Regions from separate parts of the Mus musculus genome. Here region 2 is linked to region 1. Evidence: chromatin contacts called from public promoter capture Hi-C data. All regions are on one chromosome and are shown on one strand. Each heading gives the region's core, a stretch centred on a gene start, on an enhancer-like site or on the middle of the called end of the contact. The rest is flanking DNA. Distances are from core to core; before and after follow the strand shown. Region 1 holds the start of Cyp2d22 (cytochrome P450, family 2, subfamily d, polypeptide 22). Region 2 overlaps Tcf20 (transcription factor 20).

What was found. Promoter capture Hi-C pulls out the DNA fragments that hold promoters and counts their contacts.
Region 2: a promoter capture Hi-C map of embryonic stem cells shows a contact between it and region 1, with 3 times the contacts expected there. The contact joins the enhancer-like site here to the promoter of Cyp2d22 in region 1. A contact is called at or near these places in 3 of 39 promoter capture datasets (all in embryonic stem cells), 1 of 115 datasets of contacts at active chromatin or transcription factors (forebrain) and 1 of 9 other capture datasets (embryonic stem cells).

The regions. Positions count from the first base shown.
Region 1 is chr15:82,374,997-82,381,757 of GRCm38.p6, forward strand. Cyp2d22 (cytochrome P450, family 2, subfamily d, polypeptide 22) reads right to left here and starts at 5,264. Exons shown (of 10, transcript NM_019823.4): 1 at 5,082-5,264; 2 at 797-1,045. The coding sequence starts at 985.
Region 2 is chr15:82,804,652-82,811,372 of GRCm38.p6, forward strand. Tcf20 (transcription factor 20) reads right to left here. Exons shown (of 5, transcript NM_013836.3): 5 at 3,971-5,136. The coding sequence ends at 5,119. Among named protein-coding and RNA genes, the nearest start is that of Cyp2d26, 14 kb to the left of the region's middle. Within about 2 kb of position 5,125, at least 6 of the 459 cell types and tissues checked have an H3K27ac peak or open chromatin away from gene starts, as enhancers often do. A contact at or near this core is called in embryonic stem cells, where this site is marked.

The DNA of each region.
Region 1 (6,761 bases), core at 4,014-6,513:
TCTTTCCAGTGCCCCCTTCCACATTCTTAAAACATTTCCTTCTGGTGGAATGAAAAGGAACAGGAAGCCTATATGACTTGATTTCCCTTTGTGTGTGTGTGTGTGTGTATAATTTTTGTCTTAGCATGTAGCCAGGGCTGGCTTGGAATTTTCTACGTAGATCAAGCTGGTGCTGAATTCACAGAGATCTGCTGGCTTTTGCCTCCTCTGAATGCTGGGATTAAAGGTCTCCACGACTGCATTGGGCTTTTTCCTTTTAAAATGTTAGATTTCTTTCTTTCTTTTTCTTTTTCTTTTTCTTTTTCTTTTTCTTTTCTTTTTTGAAACAGTTTCACTGTGTAGCGTGGGCTGTCCTGGAACTCAGTATGTTAGATGAGACTGGTCTAGAGCTCAAAGAAATATGCCCGCCTCTGCCTCTTAAGTGCTGGGGTTAGAGGCACACACCTTCACAGCTGGCCTTGAAGTCTTTGGTTTAGAGATGGTTTAAGATGGAATTTATAACCCAGCTGCTTTAGCCTCCCAATTACAGGCATGCTGGAATCGGAAAGCAACCCCAGCACTACCGCTACCATCCTGTTAACTGCATCTCAAACTGGCTGCTAGGATCCATCCCGCCTCCTAGCTGTTGCCTTTGGAAAATCCAGCATGACCTTGGGTCCTGCACCACTCTCCTCACGGGGGAGCCTCTTAACCTGCGTTCTGGGGGGGGGGGGGCAGCTCCCTGTCCCGCATGCAGTTTTACCACCACCCACTTGTGGTCACCATGGCTTCTCCTGCCCTCCAAAAATTCCCTTACCTTTTGGAAGCCTGCTGGCATATTCTGGAAGTCCATGTGCAGCAGGTTCCCAAGCACAGGCCACGGCATAGGGCCTGGAGGGTAGTGGGCAGTCCAGCGCTGGCGCCAGTGCATCAGGTTCACCAGAATCAGGAAGATGACCGTGAATATGGCTATGGGCCACAGTTCAGCCCCGGTCGGCAGTCTCATGGCTGCCCGGCTGCTCTTTGGGTTTCTTTGGAAACACTTCTCAATCCTAACTCCAGCTACCTAGGACGAAGGAATAACAAACAGTATTATCAGACCCTGGGAACTCACCTGGCCTGGCCTGGACTCTTGTAAAGGAGATGCTGCTGCCCTTTATCCTCTGCCTTAAGCCAAGCTGCTGCATTGACCACGTAGAGGGCAAGGAAGGGTCAAGGCAGGCCAGGGACAATGGCCTTAGAAGTCCCTCCCTCTAAGTCCTGTGTGTGTGTGTGTGTGTGTGTGTGTTTTGCATCTCAACATGTCTTCAGGAGGAATGATAGAAAATTGTAGGCCCGGGCAATAGCTACTGATGGTGTAGGGAATTAGAAAGTCATGATTAAGGGTTTGCCTCACAGCAGGAGATTCAGTACTTGGATGCCTGTGACCTTATCTAGAGCCAGGTTCTCCACAGAATCAAGGAACACAGGTAGTATGAACTGAAGCATCAGATAAGCAGCATAGCTTGGCTGGCCTCTGGTGCGGTGTCTCCTACTCCCACAGGCCCAATTTCACTTTGCCACACGCTTCTCGTCAAACAGGATGGCTAAAAGCCAGCTCAGACGTGTCCCATACCCTTAAACTGCGAGCGGCTGGCAAATGCTAGCAATTGCACGCTGCCGCAGAAGGCTCCCAGGCCCACTAGCTCATTTGATCATCAACGTTTAAAGAGAAGACTCTAGGCTTTTCCTAGTGACCCAGACCGGTCACTCTCTACTCCAGACCCACTAGAATGCAGATCCTAGCTCTCCAAACCATCTGCACAAGCCTGTGAGTCAGCAAGACTAACAGGAGCTTCTCATACTACTCTAACCTAAAAACTTCCCAGCCTCTGAGCCAGACTATGGCTGTCTGCAGCCAAGAAACATTCCATTGGCGCGTTATGAAAACGCCTTTGTTTGTGGGCGAGGACCCAAACAGGAAAAAAAGCATCCTTTGTTGAGTTACAATCAACATCGCTGAGTGGAAATCACAGTGCCATGGGGGGAGAGCTCGTCTCCCTCCCCATCCTGTCCCCACCCCTTCTCTCTTGTTTTCCAGACAGCTGCAATATTTGGCAACTTTGAAGAAGTTGGCTGCTTTCTTAGCTGGGAGAACCACGTCTGTATGGCTGTCTCTGTGGATGATAAGTAGGTACAGAGTATATATACACTGCACACAAATCTCATTCTCTATACCTCCAAATGATGAAGCTGTCTTTCTTACTTCACTTCTCACCGCCCCCCCCAAATTATAACAGATCAGAATTCTTCTGAAATTCAAATCAAGGTGACCCCTGTACTCTGGTCTACGTACGTCACCTGCCTTGGCCTCTTTCTCGTTGAAGGGACCATTCAAACACAGGAAGTAGATCTGGCCTCAAGGGGATTAATGAATATATCACACACACACACACACACACACACACACACACACACACACACACACACACACACAGAGTTTTGACCAAGCACTCACACTCATGAAGCCTCCTTGCTGTCGTAATGCCTGCTGCTATACCACTCGACAGACAGACAGACAGTCAAACAGACAGGGGGCTCATAGCGCTTATAAGTCTGAAACTCCAAGAAGGTGACAAGAAATGTGTTTGGGAAGACGATCCGATATTGCCAAAAGGCTTTCACGAGAAAGATAGGAATGTCGTTGGCCCTCTGAATGTGTTGCATGACCTCCCATTGCTGTGGCTGTGTCTAAAGGCAGAGACACGAGTGCAGTGCCCACAGCAAGCACGGCTCTTCCCCTGACCTGACAGGTCCTCTTCCTTCACCTTCCCAGAGTGGGAAGGTGCCTGCCTTGTCAGAGAGCTCCAGAGTGACAGTGGGGCTGTTTATAGGATCTGTCCACCCTAAATCTCTGTGGCACGGTCCCCAATCCTACTTTTTGACACTAGAGTGTAGCCTGCTAAGTTATAGGACAGGCAGTGAAGAGACCCACCAGGGTCACAGGCTCATTGAGAACTGAGTGAGTGGCTTCCCGGAGTATGCAACCCTGCAGGAGTAGAGGGGAGCCAGGGGCTCCTTCTACTGGGCCGCACTATATTTCCAATGCTCCCCCACCCCTTTCCTGCAAGAAGAGACTACATCTAGGAGAACTCTGATGGGGCAGTGAAGGGGCAGAAGCCTGTGCGGTGTCTTAGAAATAGGAACACTTCCTTTTTGACAATCTGTTTCTGAGAGCACAAGAAACTTCCCAGCATAATCACTGAACAGGCCCTCTTCTGCCCACTTAGTAGGACCACAGTCTTCCGTTGAGTGCCTCCCCACCCCCTGCCAAGAGTTGTCTTCTCACAGCCTGTCAGGACACAGGCAACAGCACAAAGGGCTCAAGACGCTAACTGCCACATTCCCCCCACCAGTATTTTCTGTGAATAAAAAGACGACCCTGCCCGTTGAACAGCATTTCTGACAGTGGAGAGAAATCTCTTAGGACATGCCTCTTCTCTCCCTGCCAGACAGCTGGATAGGATGAGGGGTCGGTGGTTTGTAGCTGAGTAAAAATGTACTTGGACCCAACTGTCTCAAAGTCGTAACCTCTGATTCATCATCAGCGTGAACTTGCGAACTGTGCCCTAGAGCTTAGAAATCACACACGGAACTGGCAGTCTGAAACCGGGCAAGCTATAGCAGTATAAAAGCCTAACACAGAGCACAGAAGCTGGTGACCCACTTTAGTCACTGTCAACACTTGGAAAACATTCCATTCACTTTCTCTTGAAACATTGTGTTCCATTAAGAATTACTCCAAAACCTTTAGTTCAGCTGCTCTGCTGTTCTCCTTGGGAGCCCCAAGGCAACTCTTTCTAGCTCCTTCAGACAGTCCCTGCAGGAAAAACCTCCGACCCTTCACACCCTCAGAGCTGGGGGGTGGGTGGGCAGTAACACTTTCAAAACTTCAGGGCTAAATACACACGGTAGTTTACTTGTAAGCAGCAGGATTGCATCAAGTTCAAGGCCAGCCTGAGCTACGGTATGGAATCTGGTTTAAACCCACGAAACCAACAGCTGGGAAGGAAAGCAAATCTCTAGAATAGTCTGTTAGTTAACATAGGCAAGAACTGTAGGACACTTGGTGCGAGGAATGCTTGGCTGTTTACAGAGAGAATACTCCAGTGTCTGCTGCTGCCCTGACACCCACAAGAACTGGGTGGGCTGCTGGGTAGGGACAGCCATGATAGAGTACAAGGTATTAACTGTACATTCTAGTTGGTGATAGAAAAAAAAAGGGAATTTCTACACTGAACATACAAGGAATTTCACTCCCTTTTTTTCTATCCTTCCTTCCTTCCTTCCTTCCTTCCTTCCTTCCTTCCTTCCTTCCTGTTTTGAGACAGAGTCTCACTATGTAGCTTTGGCTGTTTTGGAACTCACTATGTAGACATGTAGACCAGACTGTCATAGAAACTCACAGAGATCCTCCTGCTCCTGCTTCCCATGTGCTGGGATTTTGTGCCCAGCTCAGTGTAGATTTTTTTTCCTAATTAAATGGGGGTGGATCCTCTAAGCCAATCACTGACAACAACATCCCAGTTCCAGGGGGTGCAGCAGAGTTTGTGAGGTCCAGGGTCCACTCACCGTCCCCACCCTCTTTTCCCCACCTTCGCTGAGCCCCAAAGGGCAAAAAGAGAGGTCTTCGGAGAGAGGTCTGGTTTGCTTAGGTACCGCCTGTCCCTGATAAGGCTAGAATGCACGCCAAAGGGCAGGTTATGCAAAGGTCCAGGGTCAGGCTCCACTCTGCTTACTATAGGACAGAGATTCTCAGCCCTGCGGCCTGGCTACAGGCGGGTTCCCAGGCTCTGTGTCTTAGGGGATGAGCCCTTCAAAACCTGCCCTCTATCAGACTCTAGGAGGTTCTAGCATCTTAGCCTCAGCTTGGGACAATGGAAAACAGTTTACTCGGAGGCCCTTGGAGGTTCCCCTCTGCCCACTCCAGCCCCGCCCAGGGGGAGGGACTGCTACGCTCCAGTGCCAAGGTAGCCCCAGCGCAGGGGTTGGGGTGGGGGCCCGCCTCGCACCCCTTGTACAGCGAATGGGCAGACCCGCAACCCTGCAACCCTTGCCTTTACCGGTGCGTTCTGAAACTCAGCCGAGGAGAGGCAAGAGGTGTCTGGAGCCTCGCAGGAACAGGAGGAGTAGGAGCTCGAGGAAAAAGGGCAACTCAGGAGGATTCACTCTGAGGTGGAGGGGGAGTTGTGAGGAGCAGCAACTCTGAAGAGGAGGGCACGTTCTGACGGGGAGGAGGAAGAGGAGGAGGCGGGAGAGGAATGGGGTTGGGGGGGGGGGGAGAAGAGGAGGCGGGGGAGGAGGGGAAGGAGGCGGAGCAACTCTGAGGAGGATGATACATTCTGGGGAGGAGGCTTCCACTCTGAGCATGAGGGGGACACTCTGAGGAGGCGGATCCACTCCCGGGAGGTGAGACCGATTTGAGGAGGAGGAGGAGGAGGAGGAGGAGGAGGAGGAGGAGGAGGAGGAGGAGGAGGAGGAGGAGGAGGAGGAGGGGGGGCCTTCCTGGGAGGAGGCACTGCAACGAGGAGGCGGGGCTCTGAGTAGGAGGCTTCAGCCCTGACAGGTCCAAGGTCAAAACCTTGCTATCTCCCCCAGCACCCAGAGAGCCCCCTGGGACTTAGCTTGTGCTCCCAGAGGGATTAGGGACCACAGTGAGCGACAGATGGTTCTTGTGGACACTGAAGACAGAGGGAACTGCAGTGAGAATGTAAAAAGCAGTCATTCATTCACCCTTTACACACACGGGGATCATGCTGAGATTAAGAGTTAATTTTTCATCAGTGACCACAGAGACCGGAAGACCACACACAGGATAACACACGCACATCCTGAAGAACATCATCCACATGTTCTTTGTTAAGAATAAAGAAATGTCCTTCGGGAATTAAGTAGTAAGCAGGTCATTTCCAGATAAATGTAGAAGGTCATTGGTGTCAGTGGACTTAGCATACAGGGCGCAGTAGAGGGAGTTCTCCATGCTGAAACGAAGTGATGCTAGCCAGTTAACTCACAGCCATAGAAGAAATGAGCACAGGGCGCAGTAACAACGCGGTAAAAGTGCTAGCGTGCTTCGGGTTGTAAGGCCTTTCTTTTTGTCTGTATGCCTGAAAACCGATGCATAGAACACCAGTTACAAGTCTGTCTTCATGAGTACAAAACATATAAACATGCTATCTGTGGCAAAGATAGTATAGCGGGGAAGGGTGAGAGACTAGACGAGATGTCCTGTGTCTGTATACTACAGAAGGTAACTTGTTATTCAAATAAGGTTTTTGTAAGTTTAAGGTGTTGTTTTATGCCTGGCAGCTCACTGGTCAGCTATCCTGGGATATGTAATGTGGCAGTAACAGCAAGGGAGACCCTGCCTTAACAAGGAGGGAGATGAGAACGGAATCCCAGATGTTGTCCTTTGACCTCTCTAGATGGCATCTCCCCCAACTCCATGTACACACCCTAACAATAAGTTTTAAAAGATGCTGATTTAATCCCCAAAGTAAATAATGGGAATCAAATAAAATAAAAAAAAATAAAACAAATAAAAAAAAATAATAAAACAGAGATGAAAGGAGGGTCAAAGAGGAACACTAAGATACCACTTACACAAGAAGGGCAAGGGGAGGGGAGGGGAAGAGGAAAGGAATGCAGAAATAAAAAGGAAACAGAAGAGGCGATGTATAGCTGTGACATGAACACTTGGATCAACAGTGACTTGGGGGGGGGGAAGGATTGGTTTCAGCTTA
Region 2 (6,721 bases), core at 3,875-6,374, 430 kb after region 1:
TCCAGTTGCTTTTTGAACAAAAATGAATCTTCATTTACCTTTACTTCTTGTGTGTCAAGTCTGCCCCCAAGTCATTTTAATGGCATATGGAGAGTGGTATTCCCCTTATGCCAGAGGCCTGTGGTTAGGATGGGCCAACCACAAGGAAAATTAAAGAGTGAGGCTTGTGCCTTCCAAGGCTGGTACTTCTGTGCCAGGCACTGCTGTTCCCACCGCACGTGCCAACTCATTAGTTCTCCCCAGGGTCCTCAGAGGCAGGTGTTTTCATGCTATAAGAGCATAAGTGACAGCAAGTCAATGTGGTATTGCACTGTACCAGACTACTACTTGATCTGAGCAGCAATTCTGTACTGCTTGCACATGATAGTTCACTGATGGCCAATACTGACTTATTGCTTTAGAAAAACTCAAACTAGCCATGCTTTGGGACCCATGTCACGGGGTTAAATGTACAATGTACTGGTGGGCCCTCTAGACACTCTCATGAGACACTGAGCTTCAAAATACTGTAGCTATGAAGTGAATTAGGTCTACACTTGAGTCCTGTAGGCTTCAGAGAGCCCTATATGACCCAAACACTATTGTGAGAACTCTAGACCAGTTACGAAGCTGTAGTAGCCAGCCAGTGAAGTTCCATTAAGAGGAAGGTTTGATCATTTTTATGACATTTCTTCGTTTGGGGAATAGCCATGTCAATGGAAGGAAACTTCTAATTCCCAGCTCTACCCACAAGAGTGTCAAATATCTAGCTTAAGAAATGGGTAGCCTCTTGAGCTGCAGTCCCAACAACCATCACTGGGGGGAGCCAGAGATTACAGGCAGGGGAAGCTGCAAACTCATAGGAGTTGTTTAATGGGCAGTTTCTATTTTGCAAGATGAAAAAATGTCAGATCTTAGTTGCAGAACATAAAGAAAATATTCACACTTCTAAAAAAAATCACAACTCTAAATTTTAATATGCTTTTAAAAGAGAGCCTAGAGAAATGGCTCAATGGCTAAGATTGCTGGTTGATCTTCCAGAGGACTCAGGTTCAGATCCCTGCACCCACATGCCAGCTTACAACTGTTCTGTAAATCTAGTTCCAGAGGACCTTCTACAGGTACTAGGCACACAAGTAGAACACAGTCATATATAAATAAAAATTAAAGGTTTTTATGAAGTCAAGTACATTTTTATTTAAGGGATTTGATTCCTTTGCTGTCCATCCAGGTCATCTGAAAATACCCCCTTCTCCAAGGAGATCCAGTTGTGCTTTTCATTTACATTTCTAATGTTATCCTCTTTCCTGGTTCCCCCTCTGCAAACCTCCTATCCGATCCCCTCTTACACTGTTTCTATGAGGGTGCTCCCCCACCCACCCATGCCTCACAGGCCTAGCATTCCTCTACACTGGGGCATCAAGCCTTCACAGGACCAAGGGCCTCCCCTCACATTAATGCCAGATAAGGCCCTTCAGTTCCTTCAGTCCTTCCCTTAACTCCTCAGTCCAATGGTTGGCTGCATCCACATCTGTACTGGTCAGGATCTGGCAGAGCCTCTCAGAAGACAGCTGTATCAGGCTCCTGTCAGCAAGCACTTCTTGGCATCAGCAATAGTGTCTGGGTTTGGTGCCTGCATGGATCCCCAGGTGGGGCAATCTTTAGATGGCCTTTTCTTCAGTCTCTGCTCCACACTTTGTCCCTGTATTTCCTTTAGACAGGAGCAATTCTGGGTTAACATTTTGGAGACGGGTAGGTGGCCCCATCCCTCAACCAGGGGGGACCATGTCTAACCTCTGGATATAGTCTTGACAGGTTCTCCCTCCCCTTTGTGGTATTTCAGCTAATGCAATCCCCATGGGGTCCTGGGAGGCTCTTGCTTTCCTGGCATCTGGAATTTCCTGGTTGCTACCCCCAGTTCCCCATCCCCCATTGCTATACACCTCTTTTCAATTTCCTGATCCTCTGTGCATCTCCTCCAATACCTGATTCTGCCCCTCTTTTCCCCCTCCTTCTTTCTTCCTCCCAAGTCCCTCATACCCTCTACCCCCTTGATTATATTGTTTAGAGTATTAAAAATAATCTACATACATACATACCTATCAATATGGCTAACATAAAAAATATCTCCACACGCTGGCAAGGATGTTAACAGGAACTCCCATTCATGGGTCATAAGAATAGCAAAAAAAAAAAAAAAAAAAAAAAAAAAGGAAAAGAAAAAAGAAAAAGAAAAAAAGGAAGTTTAGCAGTTGCTTATACAACATTTCTTTACCATATGACACACTGATCTGAAAACGTGTGCTTACACAGAAACCTGCACAGTATTTATGGTAGCTCTATTTATAAGTGCCCAAATTGGAAGCAATAAAGATGTCCTTTGGCAAACAGGAAGTAGGAAAAACTGGGCATATCTAGACAATAGAGTATTTTTTTGGCAGCAACAAAAAAAAAAATGAACTTTGTAGCCATAAATACATGAAGGAACCATAAACATGTATCACTAAGTTGGAAACAGCCAATCTGAAGTGGCTATACACTGTATGACTAACTATACACCACTCTAGAAAAGGCAAAACTATGATGATGATAAAAAGACCATTGGCTGTCAGGTTTTGGAAAGGAAGGGAGAAGCAATTGGCACAGCTGTATTAGGGTAGCGAGCTGTCCTGTAAGAAACAGTAATGGGGGTGCACGGGTGTTATAAGTTTGTGTAAATCTATGAAGTATCCAGTACACAGCATAAGGAGCAAACCTTGACATAAATCACAGACGTAAGAGGCAATTATGAAGTATCACAACACATGTGCTACTCCAGAGGGCCACACCCACAATGAGATGAGCTGCCACAGGAGGATGCAGGTCCATAGGAGCTTATCTTCTGTCCAAAGCTACCATGAACCTAAAACTGCTTTCACAAAACCTATTACAACACACATGCACTGACCTTATAAACTGCAGGAACTGAAAGGCAGAGACAGCCACGGCACTGCCCAAGTCAGGAAACTGCCATCAAGAGGAACTGAATAGGGTCACTGCCCACTCAAGTCATTTCTGAATCTCATCAATAAAGCTGTGCTCAGGTCCCACCAGCAAATGGAATGGGAACAAAAGAACAAAAGGGAAAGTGACGAACATCGGCTGTCAGGAAAATATTTTCCTCAAGACACCCATTCTTCAAGTTTTATGGCTTAGTCCATGACACCTGAAATCTATCAATTTCATTTTAACCGTGTTAATCCAGGTTACCAACAAGAGACGCTAACCAGTTCAAAAGCCATCATTTCTATTCAGGTCTTGTCCAGCTGTCTGAGCACGGTCCCACAGCTGACACAGCACACAGCTCAACACTCATAAACCATCCACATGGGTGTGGTGAGAAATGGACCACACTGCTTGGTATACCCATAGAGCAAAATTAACCTGCCATTTCTGCAACCCCAAATTGATGAGCACATTAGAACTGATTTATAATTGCTTACTTCCAACTCAAAGGAGTATTTAAAATATTTGTTTTCTTTAAAAAAAATCCATTAACATTACATTATACTTTTACAATCCTCAAAAATCAATGCTGATTCAGAATATGTCCTCAAGTCAACTGCAGAAAGTCAGAATGGGCCCCACAGGAGGCAAAGAACCCTGGGGTTTGGTTTCAGGCTCTGCTGGCAAGGACCACCTTGCCTTCCAGAGGAAAAGGAACAAAGGGATTGGGACTGATGGTAGCCCCCTGGGGAATAGAGCCAAAGACTTCCTGGGAGGGCCATTCTGGAGAAGGAAGAGACACATTCACTTAAGAGTAAATGAAAAAGGACACAAGGTTAAAATGAAGTTTATTACGGTTTTGTTTTTTTTTTAATTTTTTTGATTTTTGTTTTTTTAAATAAAACTGTTTGTAAAACAGCTATTTTATCCCCACGGCAGAGTGACCCCTGAAAGATGCACATATCCCTTCTTAAGGCCTTAACAAGATTTTTTTTGTACTTTTTTCTTTTTTTAAAACTCATATTTAAAAATTATACAATTTACAAATCAAAACAATACAACATAAAGAATCACATAGCATGGGCAACATATCTGACAAGTCCCCTTTCCACTCTAAAAAATAAAAGCAATAGAGAAGTGTTAAAGTGGCTGGCTCTGGTCAGCTTAGTGCACCCACATGGCTCACGCCACAGTTCTCTCCTAGACTCTGCTTGTTTCAGCAGCAGAGGCCTGGGCCTCCATGGTTTCCATGGATGCTGTGGGTCCCCACAAGGGTACCAACTACATGGAATGTGCCAAGGAAAGAGGGCGCCAGAGATAAGCCATTCCTTGGGTACACCTACTGCTGTGGGGCTACTCTACATACTTGGTGGGGCCACAGTGATCCAGGATACAGCCATGATGTTGGGGCATCTGCCAATTTCACCACTACCACCCCACCCCCCGCAAAAAAAAAAAAAAAGGAGGGAAAAAATAAAAATAAATAAATAGTGTTTCTGGAAAGAAAAAAATTTATTTGTGTTTAAACATCATTCCCCACACTTTTGAAAATGACCATCCCCATTCTGTCCCCCTCCCTCAAACTTCCCCTGTGAGACAGATTCTAACCAAGGGAAGGGTGGTTGTCATTTGTCTACTCTTTCAGTCCAGGGTCTAGTGTTCACTGAATTGTGAGACAGGCTAAAGATCAAAGCCACACCCCATCCTTTATGAGATGAGTTTGTTCAGTTCAATTTCACATTTAAATTTCATTGTCATTGGAACAAATTTTGAATTAACTAGATAATTTTAAAATAGAATCAAAAGGGATAGCGCACCTTTCATTTAAACAAAGTCTTTCCAGACTAAAAATAGATTTATATATATATATTTTTTATCCCTCCCTTTTAACTCCCCGTTTCCCCATCAGCCCTCCCCTCCCCCCTCCCCCACATTGTCACTATGGAGATTGTGTCCATGGAAACAGCCATTCCAACATCTTGTATCTTTCTTTTCCTGTGGTGTCACCAGTTTGAGTGTGATGTGAGAACATAGGAAGGAAGTGCTGGCATGGGCAGGCGCAGCGCAGCGGGGGGTGCAGGGCAGGGCAGGGCAGAGTGGGGTGTGGTTGCACAGCAGGAGGATTCCATTCCGTCACGTGTGTCCTCCACCTTCTCATCTCCACAGTCTCACCTGGAAAACAAACAGTAGGCACTGGGTGCTTCCAAGTTCCATATGGTCTCAGCACAGCTGTTGTAGCAATGGGAGAATGTGGCTTTCAACAGGGATCTTATACTCAGACCTTTCTGTAGATGGCTGCTGATTTTGAACACATTCAAGCTCAATGCCTCCACTATCTTGTGGCTTTGGACCCACTGGTTAAGGCATTAGTGATACAAGAGAATGGGCCTTACAGGGAAGGGGCCAAAACAGGAGAGTATTCCTTGACCTCCATGACTGGGCCCTGTTTGAGAGTTTGTGTATGAATCTTGCCAGCATAGTAAGGTCTGTGGTTGGCTCAATAACTTGTAGCAAGGCTCAGTCCTCAAAGTAGCTAAGAGTATTCTATTGTTACTGAAACCTAGAGCACCTACCCAAATTGTGGAAGGATCACATCACAACTATTCTCTAGTTGAGTCTGTTCTTCATGCAAATAAGACTTTTCAGAACCTATGGTGGGGAGGTGGGATAGGCCTAGCCCATTTTCTGAGGCTTGCATAGAGCTGGGAGTTTTAATTCTATTAGTTCTTCAGGAACCTGAGGTACTCAAGAGGCTCTGGGGCTTCTCTCATCTATCATTTCTGGTTTCAGGAAGTTACTCTTATGACCCATGTAGGGCAAATAGACAGTTTGTTCAAGAGACTGAGGAGTGTTTCATGGTCTGTCTTATTTATATGAGAAGGGTTCAGGAAGACACAATAGTTTCCAAGGAATCAGTCCATAAAAATTACACCAAAAGTCACTGTTGATGGCAAGTTGCTCTCATCCTTGCTTTCTGCCAATATCTGCACTTTCTGCATCTATCTGTTTTGGGTGTTCTCTTTGTCTCTTCCTCAAACCTCTCCTGCTATCACCACCAACAGACAAACTTCAGGAAAAAACAGGCCTCTGTGTAATAACTGCTTCCACAAAGCTTATCAACAAGCACCAGCTGGGAAGGCTGGTGTGTGTCCCGGAGTGGAGAATGCACCATTCAGAAGCATATATACATATATACATATATATACATATACACATCTGCCCTTGCTAAGTGCTTTACAAAAACACCAACAAGGAGGAAGACACTTTGCAGAGACAGCAGTGTATATACAACAACCTAGACTCCAGCTCTGGGAATGTAGGTGTCTTATGATGGTGCTAAGGTACCTTAAAATCCATCTTCAAGATGAAGCAGCTCATGTTCTTCAGGAGGCGACACTTGCAGAGACTGTGTTTCATTGCATGAAACATGGCTCAGAGGAGGTAGCTAGGCCTCAGGCCTATGTCAAGTAAGTTCTCTGTCATTCCAACCTGATGAGGGTTAATATCTTCTTTAAATCTCACGACATGTGGATGTTTATCACTAAGAACGGTTTGTGAAGAGGGTAGCTCAGTAGAAAGAGCTGTCGCCTGGCATTTGGGTTCTATCTTCACAACCACAAAACAATAAGCTTCTTGATGTTCAGCAGGTAGATAGAGCGCTGGGTTTCGTTCTGATGTCCCCAACATACCCTGTGGCCTGAACCTGAGAAGGTTCCCTTTGTATCCTTCTATTCCAAACACTCAACCTGACTCTCTC